3 separate regions of the Danio rerio genome follow, and all the other regions are linked to region 1. Evidence: chromatin contacts called from public Hi-C and HiCAR-type data. All regions are on one chromosome and are shown on one strand. Each heading gives the region's core, a stretch centred on a gene start, on an enhancer-like site or on the middle of the called end of the contact. The rest is flanking DNA. Distances are from core to core; before and after follow the strand shown. Region 1 overlaps arid1ab (AT-rich interactive domain 1Ab). Region 2 has its middle 53 kb from the start of tbxta. Region 3 has its middle 74 kb from the start of arid1ab.

Region 1 (5,169 bases), core at 1,286-3,785:
TTATTATTTTCCAAAAATGTGCTTAATTATAGAATTCCACCTGAAGAACTTTATTACCCATAATGCTGAATAGAATTCAACCAATCAGAGAAGTCACTGTTGCCATGGAAGCAATGCACCAAAAGAAGCAGTCCCATGAAACATCTCAAATGGATAGCCTAATTGTCCTCCCACATAAACAAACATATAATGGCTTAATTGTCTTCCTACATGCTAATTTATAAAACATATGTATGACATAACATTAGCATACACACACATATTTAATTAGACTTGGTAAACAAACAAAAAATGAGAATCTGACTACACGTGTAACACCAAACCAGAAAAGCTCAGCCATAGTGCCTGTCTCCATGTGCGAACCGTCTCAATCACATTAGTATTTATGTATTCTAAGCCTGATTTATTAAGATTCTGGATATGCGCAAGAGCGTTTAGGATGGGTCGGGTATGCACACTTGGAAGTGACCACAAAGATTAATCATGAAAACTGTAGTTCCATCACTTGATATGTTTTGCATTACTTGAAGACATTTCATACTAAGTGAAATTTAGTAACACAGACAGGGCAAAACAGGGCTTAATATTTTATTTGTGAATCGCTGTTCATGGTGACTTTCAGTCCGGGGCAGCCCTCCAGAAGGGATTAGGGGGCGTTCATATGGGACGTGTTAAACAGTGCCAAGACCCACTTGGGTCTTGATCTTTTTATTTATTTATTTATTTTTTTTTGAGAAGCATTATTTAATAGGAGTATTTATAACTTGGCTCAAAATAGTGACCAAAATGCAATGCCAGCAGGCAGTATATTTGAGCATTAGTCTTGGGTGACTTGAGAAAAAGACTGAGCGTGAAAAGTGAGAGAGCCTTCATAAAAGATTCTTCTCTGTTTTAACAGGCTCAGCTTAGAGTTCAACTTGCTCCATGCTGTTTCAGCTCAACTAATGGTGAAAATGCAGACTGGTGGAAGCATCAAGGATTACTAGCAGAGTTCAATAGCTCGAACATAAGACCCTGGCATCACTATATAAGAAATTCATAAGATCACAATTAGGCAGTCATAAATAAAGGTGTAAATGGCCTGTGAATTGTTTTGATTGTCTACTTTCAGCCCCTTTGAGGGGTACTTGAAACTAGGCCTGGATGGATAAACGATATAATATTGAATCATGATAAAATAGATCCCCATAACAATGATAAGCTTTGGTCTTTTCTTTACCCTATATTGATCTAAGAACCAATCACACAGCAGAATTGTGCAATATTGGGAATGTAAACGTGTGTTGATATTAGAGATGTACTGAGTTTTAGCCCACCGAAAATGTATCTGCCAAAAATCTTATGCCATTTAATGGACCCTCTAATTTTTGGGGCTTTAGTCATTGTTGGGCTGCTCTTTTACTCTGGAAGCATTAACAACTTATATGAAAATATTTATCGTTATTGTTCAATAGGGAAAATAATTATAGATATTGCATTTTAGCCATATTGCCAAGCTGTAACTGTTCATATGGTCGAATGCACCTGAACAGCCACAAATGTCCACCAGCTAATCCAAACATGCGATTGTTGTATATTTTCAGCAAAAGTTCATAAAACCAAGGTATTCATACTTCACTAGTTTGCACACATAATCTGATTGAAATTGCAGTTGACTTCCACATGCTGCTTATGGACTTGCTTTTCCTCTTGCCTGTAAGCTGCATAACATGGTTTAACATTCAGAAATGCTTACGTGTTTCTGATGAAGATGAAGAGCGTGAAGAAATCAGAGGGATGAAACTTGAAAACCTAAACAGTGGTCACAAGAGATGCACGAAGAATTCAGAAAGCCAAATGATGCCTTTGATAACCACTAGTCAGAAAATCTATGTTAACACCAAGGTGCAAATGAGGCCTAATTCCAGTGGATTTGAGCAAGTACAACTTGGCACTCTTTTTACAATGCGAGTTGTAGAACCACTTGATTAATCGGGTTCAAACCCATTTAACAATAGTTTGTTGTTAACTTTATTGAGATATAATCACTAAAGCTTAATTGTTTCACTTTAAAAGTAACAAATGGCACCACAGACCTTTATTCTTCTTGTTTTTCTTGATTATTTTTTAAAAGAGCACATCTACCTGGAAGAACATTTTATTACACTCACATATATGATAATAAATCATGCAAACGTTGCAGCCAGTTGTACTTTACAATAAAATCACCCACACCCAATACTAGATTTCACTTTTTTTTCAATTGTCATAGCTATGATGTATGACTGCACATTGCTTAATGGTTGCTGGGTTGCTTTTGGTAGTGGTTGTTCTCAGCGTCAGGCCAAAAGAGGCAATCCATAAATCATCATATTCTGTTTTCTGGGATTACCTTCAGCATTTCAGTAGATAACCAGAGCCTGATCACATCCCTAACCCTAAAACATGGAGCAGCAGGAAGGATGCTGCTATCCGAGAAGAGTCTCTGTGTATGTGCTGAGAGTGAGGCAGTAATGGCTGCTGGTTGAGGCTGGGCCCTTTCTCTCTCTTTCTCTCCAATCATTCTCACAGTCAGTGGGCTGGTAGCTCCCCCTCATGGATGAGATCTGCACAAACACAGATCGCTACAATCGAGTCCTCCTTTCTTGGGAAGAGACATTTGAAAGCTGAATCCTGCTCTGATTTGGTGTGAGGAGCAAGAGTTAGTGTTTGTAATCGTTGAAATAATCTACTGTATGTGTGTGAGTGCATCTGGCCTGCTGTGGCAGGGCTTGCTTCAACTTGATTGACGTCTGCAGGATGTGTCACTCATCCAGGCACCGTGATGCCCTGTAGTGTTAGTTGACAGTGATGTGAGAGAGAGTGTGTGTGTGTGTGTGACTGCACTGTGACCTCAGCACCATAGAATAGGAGCGAAGGGGGAAGAGGGGGTGGGTTCTGCTTTGCACTAATGTGTCAAGCACGTGGAGACAGTTTCTATGGCAACCTCACACATGCAGCTGCGCGTGTGTGCTTTTTTCCCTCAGTCCCCCTTTCCTCCCTCCTTCTCTGCCTTTCCTCATTCTACCGTTTTGGCAACAGATGAATGGGCATATGTGTGTGTGGAAGTTTGTGTGAACAGGAAAAGGCGAGGGAGTGGATGAGCACAGAGCCAACACGGGTCAGACAGAGTCTGTGACTGTATTCTGAACTGTAGATCCCCTCCACTTGTGGTCTGCTTGTGTTTCTCGCGGCTGACAGGATTTCCCTTCACCTCATCATGACCGCTGTTAATAAAACATCACAAACAGCATTTCCCACATCAGAATGCATTTTCTGTAGGATTTGTAAATCACTTGGACCTTCTCCCTTTTGAGCTTCTCTCAGGTGCCTGTGAAACAACATGGCTGCCTTGTGACTTGTGTTGATATTCATCACAACTCGCTGGCCTATTTTCTGATAGAAGCATATTTTTCAGAGTACCTGAGTCGAATTGATTTTGAAAGCTGTTTCGGGACAAGCAAATGTGTCTTTAAACAAGCTATGTTTTCCCTGTTTCGAGTGTTGACATGCAGGCTAGCATTGGTGCTAATCTCAACATAAAATGGCTGCCACACAGACACTAGAACAAAAATCTTGAAATATTTATAAAGACATTATTAGCATGTCTAGTGCTTTTATTGTTACTTTTTTATTTTTACATTGCCTTTTCATTATATGGATATGTTGTGCTCATTGACTGTAATTAAACAGTTTGCGTTATGCTAACACTGAGATATGTTTTCTGAGCCATCATATTCATTTGTAAGATACTTGTTTTTGTTCAGGACATCGGTTATGCTGCAACTAACAGCTGTTTATTAGTGAAGAGCGTAGTTTAAACTAAAAACATATTTTTTTATGAAGTTATTACTGTAAAACTATAATACATGTGTTTTCAAACATTTCACATAAGAAATCACGACTTTTACAATCAAATCATTGAAGCCTATGGCTGTGTGATAATGGCAAATAAATCACGATTTTTGAACTATATTGCGATTTTTGATTTTTATCACGATTTTGTCATAGACAGGCAGAATTTGTGTTTACAGTGTAAACCTGAAACATATTTCAAAAGGAAATCAATTAGATCTTTATCAAAGACATGTAACGTGTCTCTAAAACAGACAAAAGACAAAAAATAAACTAAAAACTACCTCTTAAACAGACATGTGCCAAAACAAATAAATAAAATACTGTGTACTTGCATGTATACATGATTATGTATATGTGTGCTCGCACATGCTGTCAAAGTCAAGCCTCCAATATTTTGCTTGACCAAGTATCAGAAGTAGTTGCATGTGCGTCTACAGATTTGTTTTGACATGCATAGATCATAGACTTGTTTGTGTCACTGCCTTGAAATAGGCCATTTACATATTGTGCCTTTTGCGTGTACAAGTCCATGATTTCCACTGGAGGTGCTTGTATTGTGTGCGCATATTAAGTGTGCACGTATTCCATGCGCACCTAGTTGAAAATATCTCTTTTCAGACAAACTTTGAATGTAGCTTTTCTGAATGCCGCACCGCGAGTCACTTAACAAGAACTGACTGATCAGATTCATACTTTGTATGGAATAAACACATTCCCTTTACCTCAGACAAACACAAGACACCCGAACACCAAGTGCTTTTATTTCTCTTTAAATAAAACTTGTATCGGAACTGCAGCTATGTTTTGTTAGTTTGTCATCCTCTGATAAAATGGTTGATGAGCGCGACCTTAAAGCACGTTGAACATGCTTAAAGAAACAACGTGCCTCGCTCTTTCGCCATGCTTTTAGACGCAACATATGACTTACTTAGAAATTGCCTCGTTCTGCGATACGTTAATCTTCTTGTATCCAAAGTAATCTTACCCCACGGTGGTTGACTTTTTGGGCACCAAGTCCTCCTGTGCTGAACCCATCATCCCTGTATGCGCTGGCTATTCAGTCTCGCTGGCTGTTCTCGTGCTCTGTTTAGGTGTGCTGCGCTATGATTGGTTCAAATAGCATACTGCTGGAAAATTGTGCTGTGAGGCGATTTAAAAATCGCACATGTCCAAATCACAATTACGATATGATTTCAATTAATGGCACAGTCCTATTGAGGATCACACTCATGACAAATGAAAATAATGAAAAGTGTTGTAATATAAGCTCAAAATATCATGTTTATTACCATC
Region 2 (5,169 bases), core at 1,844-4,343, 170 kb before region 1:
GTTCCGTATAGCAATTGCAAAGCAATCCTATGATCCCAAGCAACTGCATGCTAACAATCAAAAGAAACCAGTTAGCATTACAGCTGCATTAAGGTGCAGTAGGTCAGCCAGCACTTCCCAACATGTTGGTCCCTACCAACAAAGGGCCTTCAGCGAGCTCTGTGGGACCATCGCATCATATTTTTACAATGTTTTAGCAGTGGACAATTAAGAGAACGATCAAGTTTCCTTAGTTCATTTTCTCCCCTGGCTGACCAAAAAATGGACAAACTTGTAATTCATTCTCCACAACAACAATCGAGTCTCACTGATTCACCTTCAGCAGCTAATAGTAATGACCCAAGCAGACTGGACCCAGATGAGGAAGCTTATAACATTTCAGGTCGAAGCGCTAGCAATACTGGAAATACAAAATGCAGGAAATACTAAGATAGTTACCTGAGCCATGGTTTTATTATTTTTTTCTCAAAGCAAAGTGTCCCTGACCCAGCCACATACATTTTTGTCATCCTTACAATAAACTTATATATGTGGAAGGGGAGCTAACAATATTTTCGAGGGGAAAAGGGGGTCTTAGGCAAAAAAAAAAAAAAAAACACTGCACTAGGTGATTGTCTACAGAATTGTATTATAATTTTTTTGTGCTGGTTGAAAGTCTTCTAACTTTCCAATAGTAATGAATAAAATAAATGATCTAAATGTATTGAATTGTGATTTTATATTCTGGATAAGGCATAAGACTATGTTCATCCAATTTAAATCTGTCAGGCTGATAATTGCCATAATTCTGATGAGTAGCCCAAACTGTCAACAAATGTAGATTTTTACATCTGCGCAGCCATTCATGCAGATCCGCTGTTTGCACGTGCACAAGTGACATCGGTAAAAACAAATGCTGAATCAAACCTTTTTAAAATCCTGAATCAATACTGGAGTTACTTTTGCACGCTGGAGGGAGGATGACACCATGGCTGAAGTATTTCTTTTAGACAGGTTATGTTATGCTTTTAAATTAGTTTAGTCACGCAAAGCTTGTGTTGATTTTGTTTACGAATGGGTGACGTGCAGAAGTGTTGTTCAGCCACTGAAATCTTCCAGCTCAAGATTGATGTGATTAAATAAAGTTTCAAATGGTCGCTTTTAAAGCATCAATAATTTAGATATTTATTTAGTTTAACAACAAAACATAAGTCTATAGCGCTATTTTACCTAGCCTGTTTTACTGAGCTGAAGTTGGTTGTATGTTTATGTAACCCCACTGGTCCTACACCACCCAACCCACTTTGAGCTGGGATCGAAAGCTAGAACACCTTTAGAGGTAAGAGCCGTGACGTTTACCTGCATAGCTGGCCTCTGAACTGGAGTTCAGCCGGCAGCTAGCTCTCTGCAACTCTCACATGGTCGCCCACTGAAGCTAAGCAGGGCTGCGCCCGGTCAGTACCTGGATGGGAGACCACATGGGAAAGCTAGGTTGCTGCTGTAAGTGGTGTTAGTGAGGCCAGTAGGGGGCGCCCAACCTGCGGTCTGTGTGGGTCCTAATGCCCAAGTATAGTGACGGGGACGCTATACTGCTCACTGGTGGTGGATGAGGAGATTCCCCAATCCCCCCCCCCCCCACCACACCCATTGTGTAAAGTGCTTTGAGTGCCCAGAAAAGTGCTATATAAATGTAAGGAATTATTATTATTATTATTAAACCTCCCTCCCATCAGGGTCACGGCACCAATGTAACCCAGCCAGTTCTACAGCACCCAATCCACTCTGAGCTGGGATTGAACCTTGCTTTACCAAGCAGGCTAAAAACCCGTCTGTCGCTACAGCACCTCTTAGAGGTCACAGCACTTTACTAGCTGGCCTCTGTTACATTTACATTGGTTAATATTTGAACAATGACAACCTCTGACACGCTCCCTATATTGTTTACCATGCTACTTTGAATATTCGATCTGAAATAGCACGTAAGTATGGCTTAGTAATAAGTGTAATTCCTTTTTCCTTTAAGTCGCTTTAGGACCAAGTGCGTGAGAGAGTGAGACCAGCAATCCTTGTATGCATAAAATATTGCACATAATGAAAAGTTTTGCTTGCTACAACTAAAAATGTGCTTGATATGATACAGTTTTTTGTTTGGAATTGTAGTATAATAAACTACTTTAAGTTTTTGAACTGGTGAATGACAGATTCTAGTAGATCTCTGTCATTTATTTATTTTCTAAAAAATATTAGATAAGAGAGGAAGCGAAGAGGAAGAGAGAGAGAGAGGGAGGTAAGGTTGGGAAATGTCCTCAAGCCAGGATTCAAACTCTGGATGCCTTGATGTGCTACTGTACTATATGTCAACACGCTAACCACTCGGCTATTGCACCGATAGATCTCTGTCATCTTAAAAGTGTGTGTTCATGATTTCTGGAGGTGTGGCTTTGGACAGCAGGGGAGGGATTGTATTTGAAAGATATTATGCTAAACCATTAGCATTTAGGCAGATCACCTGATACACCTTTAACAACATCATGTCAATCACTGACAACATGCCTGTAATCCTTGCAACTGCATTAAAATGTGCAGCAAAAAAAGAATTTTTCACAACAGCAACAACACAAAAGTAGCAACACTATGACAACCACTCATAACACACCCCAACTACTTTAACACATTCACAAGGCTAAAAACAATCAGATCAACTTCACAATGTGGAGCAAAATAGCCACTCAAAACAACTTGCTTAATGTGTTGGTAAAGTATATCACATGTAATGTAGAGGGTATTTGAAAGTTATGTTTGTGCACTCACAGCCGACAATTATAAGGCTCTCGTCTTTGAGTAGACCTGTTTACACATTCAGCGACACAGAGGAGGATGTTTGATGCTCAACAACAGCGCTATTGATCCATGTGTTAAAGGCCATTTTTCCACTCACTACACTTTCAGCATTGCCGTCTGGGGTCTTGTGCTATTTTTGTCTGTCTACCCATCCTTCCCTCTCCTTGGCTAAACCCCCCCACCCCTCGCTCCTTCCCCTCTTGTCATCATCCCTCCATCAAAAGTGCCTCCATTCTTCATGCTGCTTTCAGGCGCTCAGAAGCATGACAAACGGGTGCATTAGCGGGCTAATTAAGGGAGATCAGGGAGTAAGAAAGTCTTATGAGGCGCCCAGGCGTGGCTTTCCAAATGAAAGCGCCCGTAATTTGCATGAGAGGTAATTGAATTGCCTGCAGTGAGAGGTGAAGTGAGTGGGAGGGGAATAGGACGGAGAATCTGGCTCTGTGCAATAATATTCTGAAAAGCCCCTCTTGAACCCTAAATGCCAAGGGTTTCGCATCAACTGTTTGGTTGGCACCTGACTTTTGCTGGAGATATTGCGCTTATTTCCTCTGTTGAACAATCATGATGTGTACTTCAGCTTGATTGATTTTCATGGGAATTTTATTTCACCTTAAACAGACATATTTGTTAATATGATATGAAAACAGGCTGTTTTAACATATCAGCAAAGAGTTACGGATTTAGTTCTCAGTGCTGGCAGGAATTGGTGCGGGGAGTGAACAGTGCTCTCCTCTACCCTCAGTGCCCAAGACTGAGGTGCCCTTGGCACAACAGAAAGATGGCGTCAGTGTGTGTGGTGTGAAGTCTGTGTTTAAGTGTGTGGGTTATTTTAGTAAACATGAACTAAAACTAATTCTGGGTTCATACGCAGAATTAAGTATTCCCCTGATTAAATTACAAACCAAGTCACTGCAAATGGCTGAGTAGATCCATTGGGTGTGAATTATGTGAAATGCGTGACATGTTTGTGAAATTCACCTCAAATAAATCTTTGCATTCTGAAAATTAACTACAAGTGAAAAACGGTAATTGAGGTAAAACATACCCCGAGTAATCAAGAACAAGTGACGTAAACATAAGACTAAAACCAGTGATTAATTTGAGCCAAATCTTGCAGGATCCTGTTCCGGAAAATGTCCGATATTCGTTTTTTGCATTTCTGTATTTATTTTAATGGATACGGCATTAACTTATGCACGATGAATAACTACGTGTGTGTGAGAGAGAGAGAATGTGAATGCAAGCGAAGGTTGTGAGGATTGTGTGCGCGCGCAGACACGACGGTAGTCACCATGCGCAAATCAAAGCAAAACTATTCTTATGTTTACAATCACTCGCATTGGTCGGTGATTATTGTTTCGCGTGCAGTGAGCAGCGACAATAAATAATGGCATAGTAGCCCATCTAAATAATATTTGTATTTTTCAAATTGGCAAAGATGCAGTCACACTTATTATAATTTTTTTAGAACCATGAGTAGGTCTGATAGTGAGGCTGATCAAAAGACATCTTAAGAAGATGAAACTGCACAAATGGATCAGGATAGCAGGAGACAGAAGTAAAGCGATCTCAAGTCAGGCAGAAAACATGACAGAAGAGGTAACTGTGGGCTCTTCTTAAAGATTAGTCTGAGTGGGTGATTTCTTTATTCGTTATTCACTTGACACATAATAGTGAAGTGAACTGAATAGTGATTGTTCATATGATTTATGTTTGTAGCTACACGTTTTTATTAACCATGATGACTGACTTTTAATGTTATATAGCACAAAATAATTAATGACCGTTCAGAAATGTGATGCGTTTTGGTTTTTTTTCTCGCTATAACTGCTTAGTAACCTCATGTTCTGGTAAACATCGGTCAGAACATTTATGTTCTAATTTTGTTCTGGGAATTATTTATTTACAAATTAAGCACGACTAAAACTATTGGTCAAAAAGATTTTTGTTAACTGAAATAACATTTTAAAAATCATAATGAATAAAAAAAAAATAGTCAAATCTAACTGAAATAAAAACAATAATTAGCAAAAAGAAAAAACTTTTTTTATTCAGAATCAGTAAGCAGTCATTCTGTGGTGGGAATTCTGACCTACAGTTGTTTAGAGGAACTGCCTGTAGCACTTTTACAGACAAACATATTTTCTTTATTTGTCAAAAAGATGTAAACTTGCCATATTGAACGTGTACGTGTGAATCAAAGACTTATTTTTTGTTTTTATTTACGTTGAATTTGTGTGGTTTTGGGTTCAGGTTCTGTTTGAACAAGGTTATTGTAAGCTGTGCAAACACAAAAAAATTACTATTTTTGACATTAAATGTATTCTGTTAACTCTGCTAAACTGG
Region 3 (5,169 bases), core at 778-3,277, 130 kb before region 1:
AGATCGCTATGCAAAACAGCAAAGGCCTTTGGATTAATTGACATTTCATGAAATTATTCAGAGCAACTCCCTTTTAAGATATGGCGAGACTGAGGGGAAGATATATCGCTCACTTTCCATTCTGGACCTTTAAATCCTAACGCATAGAGTTAATAAATGTCATAGAGAAAAGTTTTGAAGGAAAGTGTTTTGAAAATCTGATTGAGGTCAGTGAAGGATCGTTCCATTGATAAATGCAATCGCCATTCTTTATTGTATATAAAAGTGTAGCTCATAGACATAGGGTTCAATAAAAGAAAAGTTCACTGAAAAAGAAAATATCTGAAAGTTATTCCAGACTAGTCATTCAGTGGAGGACAAAAGGAGAATTGTAAAAGTTCTTACACATTTCTATAAATTGAACGTATCAAAAAGGACAAAAACGCACCTAAACTAGTACAGAGAGGACACACCAAAGATGATAACTATAATGCCAATATCTATGATGTTTTTCAAATTAATCTAAATGTTTGAGAATATACGGAAATACACATCTATAGAGGATGGATATGGTTGAAATCACTTTCAAACAATTTTTTCAAGCAGGTGAATGATAAAACCCATACATTTCAGTTAGAATCACACAGTTAGCAAACACTTGGAATAACAATGTTATTGTCTGTTGTTGTGGATTATAGTTCTTAGTGAGAACAGGCCTTGTGTTTATTTACCTATTTAATATGTGGAATAGAGAAATGGCTCATTCAAAAACACATTCCGACTAGGTAATGTAACTAAATTTAAACTTTAAACATATGTTCTATAGTACGAATATGATTTAAATTCGGACATATTCCACCATCTTGTCATTACCACATCACCTACCCGAATAGGTTTCCTTGCTTTACTTTCATTTGTAAATTCTTTCCCATGGCTTGGTGTCCATTGGATGTAGTCTTCAGGATCTCCCCAGAAGTACGTCTTGCATACTGTTTTAGAGCGCAGTGCCTAGTGTACAATTTAAGAGTTAAAGTTTGTCTATTTAAAAGACTTTTTGTCCTCCATAACAAAAATAAATAGCTTATTTGTTTTGAATAACATAAGAGTAGGAATGTGTGGGATTCAATAATAGAATATATCACAGTAATGAACATAGTGTTAACATGGGGCTACAAAAATATTATGAATTATTAGTCTCCGAATTTTTTATCTTACATTTGTCCATCTATTCATCATGTTTTTGATAGTGAGATGACAAAGTGGTTAACGTAATGGCAACTATTATGCCATGAAATGTTGACACCAAGTAATAATAGAAGGTATTTTGTTATTATTAAGTGAACTATAATTATTCTATAACATAATACAATTTTAGTAAAAGGCCTGCTACCTTCAGGAAAAAGCACTGTCATCATGGTATCAGAGAGTAAACCACAGTAGGATACTGTATGATTTTTACCATACTTACCCCTATTTTACATTGTACTCCAAGATTCAACGAGTAATGCCATGCCATATGATAAACAATCGTGATAATTTTTGTTAAAATTAATTGCTTAATTTTTTTTTTTACTTTCTGTTAAATTGTAGTATAAATGTTATTTAAAATGTACAATTCAAAACAACAGCCTCCATTCTGTACACAGCAACCCAACTCTAATGTGTATAGAGGCACACTTTCTATCATCAGCTCTGCTTCAGCTGCATTTCTCTTGTGCTTCAGCCTGCTTTAGTTAAGGCGGGAGTTTACAGGAACAGCAGGCAGGCCCGGCCACATCACGCGCGGAGCAACACAGGAATGCATTGTATGTGTAAGAGACAGGGCAGATGAGCGAAATAGTGCCTAAGTTAATTAAAATTCTTTCTCTCTTGAATGTCTCAAAAGTACCCAACGGTCCATTAAAATCAAGTCACGCATTATGTTATGAAAAGATTCTCTCAAATGTACTGACCGAACGTCGATTCGCTTTACTGCAGTAAAAAAGCCTCACTGTCACAACATACACACAAGTGAGCCGCGGAGGAACCCCGAAGGTTGTCAGTGCGCGCTACGGCTCTGAAAGCACACACAGTAAATTGAAGAGAGGATCACAGCAAAAACCCGGACTGGAGTTTGATGTTATCAAGTAACAAAAACAAATAATAATGTTGTCTGACACTAGATTATGAATCATATTGTGGTTCTTAAAGTAGTGAAAGAGCATAGTGGAGGATATACATTGTTATTTTTATTTTTTGTTCCACTGCAGACACGTACATGGTCTTTAAGCGTGCCCAGTCCGCGCTGTAGGCTCTAGTCTCTGGGGAGCAGGATTCTCTGTACTCTGACCTCTAGATACATTGATAGTTCTGTTAATGCAACGGGAATATGCGTGAGCGCGCACCACGCGCACTCATGCATTAGACGAGTTTGGAAGTTTATTAGCTGAAATGGGGCACACAGTTCCAAGATGTTTAATCTTGATTCTACTCATACATGTATCTAATGTGGTTTTATTAATCAATATTTTATTTGTACTGAGAATTATAAAAGCAGATGAATATATATATATATATATATATATATATATATATATATATATATATATATATATATATATATATATATATATATATATATATACATACACACACACGCACACGCACACGCACACACACACACACACACACACACACACACACACACACACACACACGCATTTACATTCTTTGCTATAATTATAAAGGAATGCCATCAATAGTTTGCAGAATAAAACTGTTTACTCAATCACATAAATCCTCTTTTCTCATTGCTTATATATTATATTATATCATATTATTCCATTTCTTTATTTAAACAGTTATAATTACTATATGAACATTAGGAAAATGTAGGAGATTTCAGTGCAATTAAACTTATTTTACAGCAATAAAAATTAACATTAGTTTGATTAACAACTGACAAAATCCTCATAAACACCATTCTGCTTGTTATTTTTTTCCACATACAAAATAAATAATGTAGCCTATATCATAGTGTTGGGTTAAAGAATTATTAAAACAAAGAAAATGAAAAAAAAACTATCATAATTATAATTGGGTGACACAGTGGCGCAGTAGGTAGTGCTGTCGTCTCACAGCAAAAAGGTCGCTGGTTTGATCCTCGGCTCAGTTGGCGTCTCTGTGTGGAGTTTGCATGTTCTCCATGCATTCGTGTGGGTTTCCTCCGGGTGCTCCGGTTTCCCCCACAGTCCATAGACATGCGATACAGGTGAGTTGAGTAAACTAAACTGTCCGTAGTGTATGTGTGTGAATGTGTGTGTGGATGTTTCCCAGAGATGGGTTGCGGCTGGAAGGGGATCTGCTGCGTAAAAATGTGCTGGATAAGTTGGTGGTTCTTTCCGCTGTGGCGACCCCAGATTAATAAAGGGACTAAGCCGACAAGAAAATGAATGAATGAATGATCCTAATTAATTTCATACAATGGCATCACTGAATGCTCTTTTCATTCCAATAGACTGGTGTAAAGACCTGTGAGGAACCCCTGTCTGGTTTTGGCATCCAGGCACTCTAGTCAGGGGTTCCTCACATTCATTTCTGTCATTCGATTCAAGTATTTGGGATTCCCGGCCAAATCTTTCTCCTTCCTGTTGATTAGCTCCTGCTATTCTGGCTCCAGGAGCGTCTGCCAGTAACATGCCTTTCTGGCACAGGAGGTCTGTGAAGCAGCTCCTAAGAAACGCCTGATCATGTGGAATGCGACGGGAATTCAATCAAACATTTGGGTGCCTCTGAACACTGTGGCACCATGTCACCTCTTACTTTATGCAGTAAAATAAAGAATTCCCTTTATATGTTGTGACGATATTTGGGCCTTTTCTCGTAAGCTGCATGCTGGCAAAATGAGATTTCATTCCTTGCATTACATTTTCACACAGCTATTTTAGGTTTGTTCTGAAATTCATTCTTTGAGTTGCGATTTACTCACTTCAACAAAAAATGTAAAACCGTTGAAGCATTTTAGATATTCCTTTACTTGACAGCAGTTTAAACTACAAACTTTTGCAGACAGTTTTCAAAATAAGACACAAAAAGATGTCAAAAAAGTGTCTCTCAAATGCATTCAGAAACGGTTTATCTCAGATGCACGCATACTATACAGTATGTTCAAACTATATAGCTAATCTACTATAACCATATAACTAGTTTACATGCAAACACTGTATGTGTATAGATGAATATTGTTTTATTTTTGTGACATTGCCACCTACTGGCCTGGTGTATATATTAAAGTCCCTTTGTCATTTTTACAGATCTATAGGCAGTTTTTTTTATATTATTCTGACATAGAAAATAATTTTTTTTATTTTCGTAAAACATTCAAACTTTTAGCTGTATTGCTGTATGTTCTCTCCGTGTTTGCGTGGGTTTCCTCTGGGTGCTCCATGTTTTCCCAACTGTCTAAAGACATGTGGTAAAAGTGAATTGTCCGTAGTGAATGAGTGTGCATGGATGTTTCCCCGTGATGGGTTGCGGCTGGAAGGACATCCGCTGTGTAAAACATATGCTGATAAGTTGGTGGTTCATTCCACTGTGGTGACCCCAGATTAATAAAGTAACTAAGCCAAAAAGAAAATGAATGAATGAAATGTAGTATTTTACTCGATCATCTTCACAGATATAAGCTGAAAAGAAGTGGTTCGCCCCAAAATGAAAGATCTAGTATCATTTACTCACTCAAATTTACGTCTGACTAATTTTGGTGATGCATTTCTTAAAATAAGAATGAAAGTAAAACACGTGGGTGAGTGACTTTTAACTTTCTGAGTTAACAAATAGACTAACTAGCAAAACCTAGCATGAACTAGCAATTTGTCTTGCTTTTTTATACTTTTTTTCCCAGAATACTTAATATGTGATTCCTATAAAATAATGTAAGATAGACAATTTTATTAATTCTCCTTTAAAGATGACAAAAACTGTTGTACAAATTAGCTAATAGCTGATAACACCTCTTCACATATTCTGTAATCACACCTCTTCACTAATTCTTTAAGTTCTTCTGCTTCAAAGTTTCACTTTTTCTGTAATGAATTGCAAAAGTTACAGCAGTTTATGAAAGAAAATAGTTTCACCATACATCTTTTTTCTTTTTTTCTGTTAATATTTATTATTTCATGTAAGTCATAATTCATAGTTTTAAAAAAGGTG

What was found. A called contact is a pair of places that touch in the nucleus more often than the background predicts. HiCAR-type assays count read pairs that join an accessible place to other places.
Region 2: a Hi-C map of an unstated tissue shows a contact between it and region 1, with 4 times the contacts expected there. The contact joins two enhancer-like sites. A contact is called at or near these places in 1 of 18 Hi-C or Micro-C datasets (an unstated tissue) and 1 of 4 datasets of contacts at active chromatin or transcription factors (caudal fin).
Region 3: a contact with region 1 is called in a HiCAR-type map of caudal fin, with 7 times the contacts expected there. The contact joins two enhancer-like sites. A contact is called at or near these places in 6 of 18 Hi-C or Micro-C datasets (caudal fin, embryo, hematopoietic stem cells and 2 more) and 1 of 4 datasets of contacts at active chromatin or transcription factors (caudal fin).

The regions. Positions count from the first base shown.
Region 1 is chr19:15,550,891-15,556,059 of GRCz12tu, forward strand. All of the region lies in intron 4 of arid1ab (AT-rich interactive domain 1Ab), which reads left to right. Among named protein-coding and RNA genes, the nearest start is that of zdhhc18b, 44 kb to the right of the region's middle. Within about 2 kb of position 2,536, at least 28 of the 62 cell types and tissues checked have an H3K27ac peak or open chromatin away from gene starts, as enhancers often do. A contact at or near this core is called in caudal fin and skeletal muscle, where this site is marked.
Region 2 is chr19:15,384,453-15,389,621 of GRCz12tu, forward strand. No RefSeq gene overlaps it. Among named protein-coding and RNA genes, the nearest start is that of tbxta, 53 kb to the left of the region's middle. Within about 2 kb of position 3,094, at least 3 of the 62 cell types and tissues checked have an H3K27ac peak or open chromatin away from gene starts, as enhancers often do.
Region 3 is chr19:15,417,729-15,422,897 of GRCz12tu, forward strand. No RefSeq gene overlaps it. Among named protein-coding and RNA genes, the nearest start is that of arid1ab, 74 kb to the right of the region's middle. Within about 2 kb of position 2,028, at least 60 of the 62 cell types and tissues checked have an H3K27ac peak or open chromatin away from gene starts, as enhancers often do. A contact at or near this core is called in caudal fin and skeletal muscle, where this site is marked.